3 separate regions of the Sus scrofa genome follow, and regions 1 and 3 are each linked to region 2. The links are chromatin contacts, called in public Hi-C and HiChIP or PLAC-seq maps. All regions are on one chromosome and are shown on one strand. Each heading gives the region's core, a stretch centred on a gene start, on an enhancer-like site or on the middle of the called end of the contact. The rest is flanking DNA. Distances are from core to core; before and after follow the strand shown. Region 1 has its middle 120 kb from the start of ZNF608. Region 2 overlaps LOC102158243 (a long non-coding RNA gene). Region 3 overlaps LOC102158243 (a long non-coding RNA gene).

Evidence for each region. Hi-C and Micro-C count contacts between places; a contact is called where the count stands out from the background. HiChIP or PLAC-seq counts read pairs in DNA pulled down with a chosen protein or histone mark.
Region 1: an H3K27ac HiChIP or PLAC-seq map of skeletal muscle shows a contact between it and region 2. The contact joins two enhancer-like sites. A contact is called at or near these places in 1 of 47 Hi-C or Micro-C datasets (liver) and 1 of 2 datasets of contacts at active chromatin or transcription factors (skeletal muscle).
Region 3: a Hi-C map of psoas muscle shows a contact between it and region 2, with 2.3 times the contacts expected there. The contact joins two enhancer-like sites. A contact is called at or near these places in 2 of 47 Hi-C or Micro-C datasets (fetal heart ventricle and psoas muscle) and 1 of 2 datasets of contacts at active chromatin or transcription factors (skeletal muscle).

Annotation. Positions count from the first base shown.
Region 1 is chr2:128,277,781-128,281,202 of Sscrofa11.1, forward strand. No RefSeq gene overlaps it. Among named protein-coding and RNA genes, the nearest start is that of ZNF608, 120 kb to the left of the region's middle. Within about 2 kb of position 1,816, at least 14 of the 83 cell types and tissues checked have an H3K27ac peak or open chromatin away from gene starts, as enhancers often do. A contact at or near this core is called in skeletal muscle, where this site is marked.
Region 2 is chr2:128,419,340-128,423,072 of Sscrofa11.1, forward strand. All of the region lies in intron 10 of LOC102158243 (a long non-coding RNA gene), which reads right to left. Among named protein-coding and RNA genes, the nearest start is that of ZNF608, 260 kb to the left of the region's middle. Within about 2 kb of position 1,267, at least 7 of the 83 cell types and tissues checked have an H3K27ac peak or open chromatin away from gene starts, as enhancers often do. A contact at or near this core is called in skeletal muscle, where this site is marked.
Region 3 is chr2:128,550,039-128,553,616 of Sscrofa11.1, forward strand. All of the region lies in intron 10 of LOC102158243 (a long non-coding RNA gene), which reads right to left. Among named protein-coding and RNA genes, the nearest start is that of ZNF608, 400 kb to the left of the region's middle. Within about 2 kb of position 1,608, at least 16 of the 83 cell types and tissues checked have an H3K27ac peak or open chromatin away from gene starts, as enhancers often do. A contact at or near this core is called in skeletal muscle, where this site is marked.

The sequences.
Region 1 (3,422 bases), core at 566-3,065, 140 kb before region 2:
CAGGATCGAGTCCTCTACCAGTCAGGGTTCCACATTGCAAGTCCCAGAAACTGACTCCGATTGATTGAAGAAAAAAAAAAAAAATTCTAAAAAAAGGATGTTGGGCAGCTCACAGAATTGCTGAGAGGGCTAGAGAACCAGGCTCTGAAATTTATGCTGCTGGAACTTAGTTTCAAAATAATGCCAAGGACCTGGCTGGATGAGGACATCACTGCTGCTGCAACCAAATGCTAGAACACGGGTTTCCCACCACTGCAGTGTTGCCACAAGCTTTGACTTCTGCAGCAGCCATCGCCCTGCTGCTGCCACAAGCATGAAATTCTGCAGGTGTCACCAGCACCCCTGTGGATATTTTTCTTTCCCTGCTACTTCTATTACAAGTGCCCTGTTCCAAAATCAAGGGAGTGGGGTTGAGCCTTAGGTCACCTACCCATGCCCAAGCTGCTAGGCAGGCTGGGAAAGAACGATTGGCAAACTGTCCGTCTTTAACGGTAGGTGGGTCCGCCGCCTTCCATGATTCAAAAGTGGTGGATTCCATAGAGGAAACTGGGAATTCCTCAGAAGAAGAGGAGTGGGGGTTAGATGCTGGGTAAATGGTAAATGTACACCACAGGCTCCCTCCGTCTTCCCAAGCTAATGTCCTGCTATTCCCACACCGAAGCCCACTCCAACAAAACCCAATAAGCATCTCATCACTCTTGTTTAGCAAACATGTAATGATACCTATTTGCTAAACACTGTCTTGGGTAACGAAAATAGAGAAATAATGGTTACTTCAAGGAGACTGTTGTCTCGGAGAAAGCACATACATGTAGGGAGGCAGTGCTAACCCTGTGCTGTGAGATGGGTAAACGGAAGATGCTCTGGGAAATTCCATGAGGGGACATTAGTCTGGATGGAAGAAATTATCACCTCATTGTGGTAGTGATTTCTTCCCTTAATCTAGACCAGCTAAGAACAAGAGGTCCTGCTGGTGCCTTTGCACCTCTTCTGGTGCATCCATGAAACTATGCTACCAACGCTTCCATACCCCATAGCACTATTTAGGTCCTGCTCTCAGCATGTTCACTGGGACACTCAGCTGGTCCATCTTATAAGCTACCTCCAGACTCTGGCAAGAGGATCCTCCTGTAGGAAAGAAGGGACTTGGCCCTTCCCCTTTCTCGTGGCTTTGCAGAGGTGATCATTTTCCAACTCACAACACTCTCTGCTACCTGCGCCTCCTCTCTTCCGCCGCCCCGTCGCAGCTCAGTTTACTCCCAGAGAAGCTGCCCATACTCATCAGCCTGAGGGCCAGAGCAGCCTGCAGAGTGGTGTTGACCTGCCCCTGACCTTGGGAGTCCCTCGTGATGTTCCGTCTTTCTGCCTGCCTCCTGGCACACGTTGGTATTTTTGCTTATCTCTGGATAAGTGGATGACTTTCCCTGCTCTCTTCAGGAAAGACAGTCTTAATGCTCTGTTCATCCAAGGAACTGCTGTGATTTTAACTAATTTTTCTGAGCATGATAACAAAGGGGGTGTGATATTTCAAGTTCTTGGACCACAGTTTTGGAACACCTCAACTATATATAGTGTCAAGGGCCAGCTTGGCAGTTGGATGCTGGCCCGGAAACACTGGTTCCCAGCTGACAGCAATGTCTTACTGCATTTTTCACCATTCCTAAAACTTGCTGCCAGTGAGAGATCCAAAAAAATGTCAATGGGCTGTTTAAACTGTGTTACTGTGAAATTTGTGTTGTACGGCACGTCACACTGCTGCCCTGTCTTAGCCTTTTGAGTCTATCTCCCTTGTAGGCTGTGGGTCCCCAGAGGCCAGGGCCTCTGACTCATTTTGGTTAGACTCAAAATCTCCATCACACTGCCTTGAACTCCAGAAACAGATGTCAAATACATGAATAATTGAATAAATGGTCTTCTTACTAATAAAGAAGTTGGCAGCCTACGTTTCATGGGAAGATTTGACCTACTTAATATTTTCAAACAACCTGCACTGTCTTCACAACCTATAATTGGTCTGACTCGCGTCCAAGGGTGAGAGTGAATGCCAGTTCTGGACCCCAGCCCAGGGCTTTGCTGGCTTATTGGCTTTCGGAGCAGGTGAAGAGTGAAAAGTGCTGGCGGTGAATAATGGGATTGGAAAGAGTACATCGCAGTCTGTCCTCTCCCTTCTTTGCTTTCATGAAACTGGCTGACCTCCTAGGGAAAAAAAAAAAAAAAAAAAAAAAACCCCAAGGAAAATGAGCTCATAGCTGCTAGTCCTTGAAACTCTGCTTCTTTTTGTAGATCTTTATAAAGAAATCATTTCTCTGTTTGGCAGCCACCTCAGTATTAAATATTGAGTGTCTTTCACATACTCATATGCATAGAACAAGCACTTTAGATATCATTCACCCTCTGCTTGAACTATTTTGGAGGAAGCTACCAAGTTCTGCTGATTCAGCCTTTGTGCTCCTGGCTGGGGCATCCAGCCCTTCTTTTCCCTCCTACCACCTCCATCCCAACAGAGGCTTTACTAGACCTCATCTGGACCCCACAGTATCCTCCCAGCTGTTCACCCTGCCATTGGCTCATTCTGTCATTTATCTACTGCATGAGTTTAGATGTCACTAAGCACATTGTGGGAGGCCTAAAGTTGTTCATCTGTTCATAGACTCTACTGCTCAAAAATTCTTCCACCATGTTTACAATACGCATGGAGCTCCTTAGGGACATGCAGGGCCCCATCTGCACAACTGTAGGGGTGGCTGTGCTAGTCAGACTCTGAAACACACTGCCCTTCCGCCCAACGATCCCACCTTCTGATATCCACAGCCCTGTGTGACCCATAGCATATGGTAGAAGCAATGGTAGTCATTCCCAAGGCCAGGCTGCAAAAGGCTCCGGAGCTTGTGTTCTGATCTCTCTCTGTCTCTGTCAATGTCTCTCATTACCTACTCCAGGGTAAACCAGCAGCTGTGGAGAGGCCCCTATGGAAGTGAACAAGTGAGTTGAGAAATGGAACTTCCAAGCCCAGGCAAGCCTTAGGCGATTGCCTCCAGACTCAGAGACTATGACTGGAGTGTCTCTACAGAAACTCTGATGGAATTATTATTTTTTGCCTGAAGCTAAGTTTTGGGTCATTTGTTATGTAACAAGAGTTAACTAATACTAAACAGTTCTGATGCTCTTTTCCATCTCTTTACTCATTTCCCTTATGTCCTTATATATGTTTTAAGTTCCAGCCAAACTGAACAGGTCTTCTTTCCCCAAACAGAACCAGAGGACATGGACTTTTACCTCTATACCTTTTCCTCGAGATGCTCTTCCATCCAAACTACGTGCTCCTGCTGTCTCCACCTGCCAGTGTCCTCCTCACCTTCCATAAGACTCAGCTCAGGTCACATTCCCTCCTTAAAGCCTGTCTGACCAGCTCCATCTAAGCC
Region 2 (3,733 bases), core at 17-2,516:
GTAGCCAGTAAAAGAAAATTCTAATATTACATTGTGTACAATAAAGCTCCTTTGACAAAAATGAAAGGATTTAAAATTGTTCCTTATTGATATTTCTAAAAAACTATAACCTGCAGGCTTCAGTATATAGAGATATATTTACATACACAGTCACACCAACAAAACTCACCTGACCCCAAATTGGATTTATGTGTATACAAATAATTGCTTACATATTGTGCCTAAAGGCTTATACTTATGTGAGCAGAAGTGGGTCCTTGGGGATTGTACTGAGCAGGGAAATTCTAAGTGGATGGTTTTGGTCCTTGCAGCTGAGATAGGAATTTCCTGTATTTTAAAACTGACTTGGTTAAAAGGAATAAAACTTATTCTACCTTTCCAGTTTGGAGAGAACAGGGTCTTTAATGATACATTTACTCTTTGGATTAGTGTTCCATGGAAGGAATAGTTAATAATAAATGGAAATGGAGGTAGAACCTTAGGAGTTTATTCCGTGGAACAAATCATTTAGGATCTCTCCTTTCTGGGGCTGATATAATTTCACCAATTCTTTTTTTGTTTGTTTGTTTGTCTTTGTTTTACCTTGCAGACTTGGCTCTAGTTACTATATTTCTTTCTTTTTTTTCTTTCTAAAGTCAAAGTTAGTGGGCTTAAACCACATTATCACTGTTTTTGTTTTTTTCTCTTTTTTCAAAAACTCACATTTTCATTAGATCAACACTATTAACCATAACCAATTTAGGGGCAATAAAGTACTTGACTTTGACATGTACTATCTTACAGCAACCTCACAATCAGCTTGCAGGGAAAGTAGAGGAGGTAGCGATATCTTGGCCTGGCATGTGAGAAGACCAAGGCTTAGAGACTCAGTGAATTGCCTAAGGTCTCACTCCATGGACAGAGAATTGCTCAGACTCAGTCCTCAGTCTCATGTTTCAGATGCTCTTTCCACCACACCTCACTGCATTTACTCGGCACCCGGCATGCAGACGTGTGGTGGACACAGTTATATGTGGAGCACTCAAGGGAACTTACTTCAAGGCAACAGGATAATCAGTCAAGACTGACCCAAATAGACATGGCTCTCTACTCCAGTGAGCAGCAGGTTAGAACGTGGGCAGGGAGCCCAGAAAGTGTCTCCTTGCAGGCAGACAGACAGGAATCTCTGGAGACTGGCCAGGAGCCCAGAAGGTCTCCTACAGGGTCAAGAGGGCTGCCAGGAGGAATCTGTAATGCTTCCATTTTAGGTTTAAAGGACATCATAGTCACAGCAGGCATATCTCATGCCCTACGCGATGCTGACACAAATGCACACATATCGGCCTCTGTGTTGATAGATGGTATCTTGCTGGGAAGAGTGAATCCACACGCAGTTTTCTAGTTTTAACTTTCAGTCAAACTAATCAACATAAACCAGTCAGCAGCGTATGTGGGATGACAGATACTTCCAGATCTTTGCTGATTGCACTAGCCGGGTAATTAATTTGGGCATAAGTCATGGTTGGGCTGCTCTGCCGCTGCATGTTCAGATTTTTCCCACGGCTGACTGTGGCAGAGGCTGCTAATTGCCTACCCAACATCCATTCTCCCCTCCTTCCCTCATAGAACACTGGTTTTATAGAGGACAGACAGGGTACAATTAAAACACTATTTTCCACACTTTGCCTTGCAGCTAGGAATGGCTCTATGAGAATGTTTTGGTCAATGAAAGATTACAAAAGTATTCTGTGGGACTTTTGGGACATTTCCTTAAAGGTAAGTGGCTTGACCTGCCTTCTTGCTGCCTGGAATGTGAGTGTGATGGCTGGAGCTCAGAGGCTATCTTGTAAGCCTGGTGACAAGTGCAACATCCTAGGAATTAAGGGATAAGGACCATAAGGAGCTGAAGCCACTGAGAATGCTGTGGAGATGCCATGAAAGTCCTGGACTGTTGACTTCCAGTCTGATTTTATGTATGAGGGATACAAGCTTTTATCTTGTTTAAGCAATGATTATTTGGATGTGTTGTTATATTGCAGTGGGACCTTATGCCAAGTGACACATGTAGAGATCTAAACAGTGGTAAAAATGGAGATGAAAAAAAATTTAAAAAATACAAAGGGAGGAGAAGGGCTGTGAGATGGTCTAATAGCAAAACCAAACACCAGAAGCAAATTGCATAGTTGGATAATATTCAACTTTGCTGTTTTTTCAGTTCTTCCTATTTGCTCTCTTTGCCCTGTGATTTAAACACTAGAGTCCTGATGGTAAAAATTCTACAGAGAGAATAAAGTGTCAAATTACTGGCTTCTAAAGTTTATGTAGACTTTTAAGAGTCTTTAGAAGGGACTATACCATAATATGCATTTTAAATTATCTTTTTTTTTTTTTAATTATGGAGAACTTACAACCTAAAATAGGCAGAGTAGCATAGTAACCTCCCGTCTCATCACCCCATCTCAACAACTACCAGTCCCCAGTTAATCTTGTCCCTCCCATACCTCCACCCACCACTCCCTTCTCATTACTTTCTATGTCAACTTTAAATTTTGGTATAATTTTAGGTTTAGAGAAAGTTACAAAGATAGCACAGAGAATCTCTACATACCTTTACCTAGTTTCTCTGTTGTTAAGATCTATAATTATCTGTTACATTTGTCAGCTATTTAATTAGGTGTTTCTGGGATCCTGAGAAGTGAGGTCAAATCCCAAGGGTGAGTCCGTGTGTGGGTGTGTTTGCAAGTATAAATTTGGGGGACTCTGAGAGCTGCAGACTTTGTGCTCACTCTCTGGTAGCTTCAGGACACTTTCACCTCTTCTAAGCCTCAAGATCTGTCTGGTCCTGGAACAGCTGGTATTGGCATGATAGTGTAGTGTTGACCAAGGCAGGGAGGGCTGAGGACAACCCATCTCATCCAATGGCCCCAGAGTGGTGCAGAGGAGGTGCATGTAAATTTCTGGGCCCCTGAAAGGACTGGACTGTGGGGATGGAGGAGGCCTTATGGTTGGATAAGAACAGTAGAGGACAGTGGAGAGCAATGGATACCTTGTGTCCATGTGGGCAATGAACAAGCAAGCAGAGGCTACTGGGACCAGAGAAACATGGGAACCAGACATTGGAAATTAGATTATCCTGGCCCTGGGCAGAAAGGGAGAGGAGACAGGGAGAGCCAAACCCTGCATTTGACTGGCTATTACCAGAAGTGATTCTTTTCTTTTTCTCTGAAACCTGAAGAAATTTAGCTCAAGAACTTGCATTTTTATAGCAGCAGAAAAACTACATCTTCCAAATTCAAAGTTACATTCTAGTAAGCTGATTTGAGATAAATGGACACGAAGTAGTTCAGATTACTACACACCCAAGACTGTCATTTTAAGTCTCTCTATAAATGTACAAGTGGTGCAATGTTTGAAGGGAAAGGAGTCAAGTTGACTGCTTGATCCAGTAAGTAGGAAAAGAATGGGAGGACTTAAAGGCTACAGTGGGTGGAACAGGAGGGCTTCTGTTTAGGGGTGTGGCTGTTTGGCCTCTCAGAAGTTTTCATGAAATATACTACAATGTCATGAGGCTTGAACTTTGACAGTGAGGTACAAACAGGCTGAAAAAGCCCTGTTCTTCTTTCTGTTCTTGCTGGGGTTAAAAAGTTCTCAACTGGCATTCTGAGGCTTCACTTCCAAACCAGGCCTCTGCAAATCCTGCAAGTGAATATTAGGAGGGATGTCATTTCACCCTGCAATGTGTGTTGGAAGCAAG
Region 3 (3,578 bases), core at 358-2,857, 130 kb after region 2:
CAGTGGGCAGTGGATTCTTGCAGAGACTATTCCAAGATGAGGCTAGATGGATGGTTCTCAAGAATGAGGAGCGAAATACCTCTTCAAAAAGACAAGTCACTATCTTGTTAAGCAGGTATTTTAAACACAGTGTGGAACCATCTATTTAGCAATGGAAACACTATCATTCTTTTTTTTTTTCCTGTTTCTTTCTATATCCCCCAATTTAAGCACAAATGTTCACACACACACACACACACAGAGCCTCAAAGTCTGTTAAATAATTGATGAAGAATACCACACTCTCCATTAAAAACTTAGATGGAAAGAGATTGCTCTAAGTATAACCTTGGTGTTATGAAAGCAGACCCATTCCCAGCTCTTAAAACATTTTAAAAATAAAAAGTAAGCGTATAGCTCACCACCCTCCCTCCGCCCCTCTCTGCTGTTTTGCTGTTTGTAGGAAACATGATCAGTTTGGGGATACGCAGCTCGGTAATCAATTGCTCGTTAAGTACAACCTACCAAGGACTTTATTAAAGGTCCTCCATGGAAAAGAAACTGCGGGAAAATACTCTGAAAGCAGATTAACGTATACAATGGAAATGTAATACCAGTAACAAAAAGGGTCTTTTTCATTTTCCTAGTTCTTCCTTGGTGGGGGTGGGGTGGGGGGCGGGGGGTGGTGGGGGGTGTTGTAGTTTAAGGTTCATGCCTTTAGGCACATCAGAAACCATTAAGAACTACATTCCAGGAAATTGTAATGAATAAAAATTCAATTTAGACTGCTTGATTTTCTTTCAGCAGAAGAGGAAAAATGTTTGGCTGGAAAAGAACTATTTGAAAATCCCCACAATTAGGAAGTACACAGCTAGGTTTTTGCTATAATTTAAAGTTACGCAGTGTTGACGTGAAAAATTACTTTGTGCTAGAATAATAGATTTCCCTCTATGTGGAAATAGGCTGTCTCTATAATGTAAAAAGTAGTAAAACATATCCATACTTTCAATTTTTTTTCCTTTTAATGTAAGTGAAAACCTAGGGTTATATATTTTGAAGTTTTCACTTATTACGGCTTTTTTAAAAACACTAAATATGAAAGTTGTCTGAAAATCAGTAAACCATCAGATTTTGCCATCTCTGAAAATAATCAAGAAAAATTGGCAAGCATTTTTATTGTACTGGTTTCATACTTACTGCCTCTCTATATTCCCTGTCATAAACATTTACTTATAAAAGGAGCTGAACATGCACAGAATTGAAGAATCCCCCGCCTTAACACAAAACAAAACAGAGCAAAACAATAACCGTTTCTACTCTAAATGGAAAATTCACACCGGGCACAGATGAATGAATATGTATAAGTCTTCATGCAGTGATATACATATGATTTCTCATCTACAAAAAGAGACCGGTTTGGAAGACTAGTTATCTGACCAGAAAAGCCTGTAGTAAGTTGAGATAAAGGAGACTGACTCCACTCCCCTCAGCCTTTGCAATTGCTTTATATTCTAATCACTGCACTAAGCATCTGTCCCCGGCAGGCAGCTTGTTCAATCTAGCAGATAACGAATGCAGCCGATGGTGGCTGCGCTGGCCCTTCCCCGTGCACACGAGGAGCTAGTGTTCCATTCCTCTGATTAAACAGGCAGTGGGAAAGCGCTCTCAGAGCTGTAATTGCCTCCGTTATGAAACATCTTCACCTGTTAGCCAAAGCTAAGTTGAATCACAGCAGAAATTATTAACAGTGGCTGTTTTCAAGCCAGCTTAATTTGAGCTGATGCTGCTGTTCACTTAACACAGATGAATAGGTGTGCAGGACGAGAGCCTAAGCGGAGATGACACTCCAATGAATATCTGCTCCCAGCCCTGCTGCGGGGAGCTGGCTTGCACAACAGACAATTGTTAAAAAGCGAAATGGGGGTGGGGCATTGGATAGGACCTGCTCCTGTGCCTCTGCCATCACCTCCTGTGCTCAGGAGAACTTCCCAACTGATGGCAGCTTTTGACAGCTAAATCATTTTTGCAATTAGTTTCCACAAATGTTGGCAAACACAAACTGTTTTTTGGGGGGGCGGGGGCGTACAAAATGGTGTGAGCAACCCTGCTTCAAACCCTGCTTCAAACGTGGCCAGAAACACTCTTTTCAGAGAACCGAACAGGCATTAAAATTTAATGGTCTGCTTTCATTTTCTCTGCAGTGTGCTTCGAGATGATTATAAATTACAGCATTCTGCTTACTTTTGACGGAATAAGTCATGTATCAGCATTTGATTTAGAAGCAATGTGTGCTTGACATATGAAACACATCTTGCAGATATGATTTATCACACAGCTCTTTTTTGTTTGTTTCAGGAGAAGCTGCACCACGGGGTCAGCACGGTGACAGTGACAGCCATCCTTGTAGGAGGGGTATGACTGTGACTTTAGACGGTGGATCTGAAAAGTCTGAATATGTCTTTATTTCCCAATTTGGGAGATCCTTTTGTTTGTTCTCTAAAGCTCAAAATGATTCCCAAAGATCTCTCTTATTTTTAAAAACTTTTTTTTTTTTTTTTTTTTTTGGTGGGAAAAGATGAGCAAGGCGTTACTGGATATGGGAATCTTTTCTCAAAGCTGGGTAGAGGTTTCAGGGGGAAGAAATTCTATAATCCCAGAGTAGTTTGGGAAGCTGCTGACTTGGAGGGTCTCTGGTGCAACATGACTGGCTGAGCAGAGAGGTTGAGAGCAGATGGGGGATTTTTCAGTTGGATGGGTGTGGGGCTAAAGGGTTGGAACATAAAGACAGTGCCTGATTCTTCTGTCAGCTGGTATATTTTTTTGCCTTTGGGGTTATGTCTGCTGGTGAACCGAGCTGCAACAGAGCCAGTCCATTCCTATCAGTGTCTCTTTATCATCAGCTCTGATGGCTGCAGCCAAAACAATTGTGTGGGGGACTTAATGGAGATCACTAACTAGTTTAACCAAACAGTTGGCTGGGTTGTGGTTTATCCATCAAGTCTGATGAATAATTCTAACAGAGCTGCAGAAATTCCACATATTCCTTAAAAATCACCGTTCATGGTATAAGGTCTAACTTGGAAATATACTTGCCTTCTTTTTCTGTTCATCTATCCTTAGAAAACCAAGGTTACCTATCACCTCATATCCTCCGGGTACTTTCCTCAATGTCTACACCTTATCTCTTTGGACAGTTTATTCTAAATTTATTGAAGGTCTACTATAATTTCCCGTGGTCTTTCTAGCCTGCCCCCATGCTGTCTTCTAAGATTCAACTTTTAACCACTTTCCTCTGTCACTAGTATCCAGCCTGGCACAAATAGATGCTCAACAAAATTTTTGAGTAAGTAAACGAATGAATGAAAGTATAAATGAATATATATTTCAGGTCAAAGAAAGAAGTGAGAGTGTACTACAGAGCTCAAGACATTCTCCCTCATATTGGTTTTTCCTTTTCATGTGGAAAAAGAAATTCTAGTTTTTAGCTGTGCACATGGCTTTCTAGAATAAAGACTTCATTTTCTAACTTGCCTTGCAGCTAGGTATGACTATTTTCTAGATCAAACAGTGGGCAGTAGGTAGAAATGGTATGGAAATTC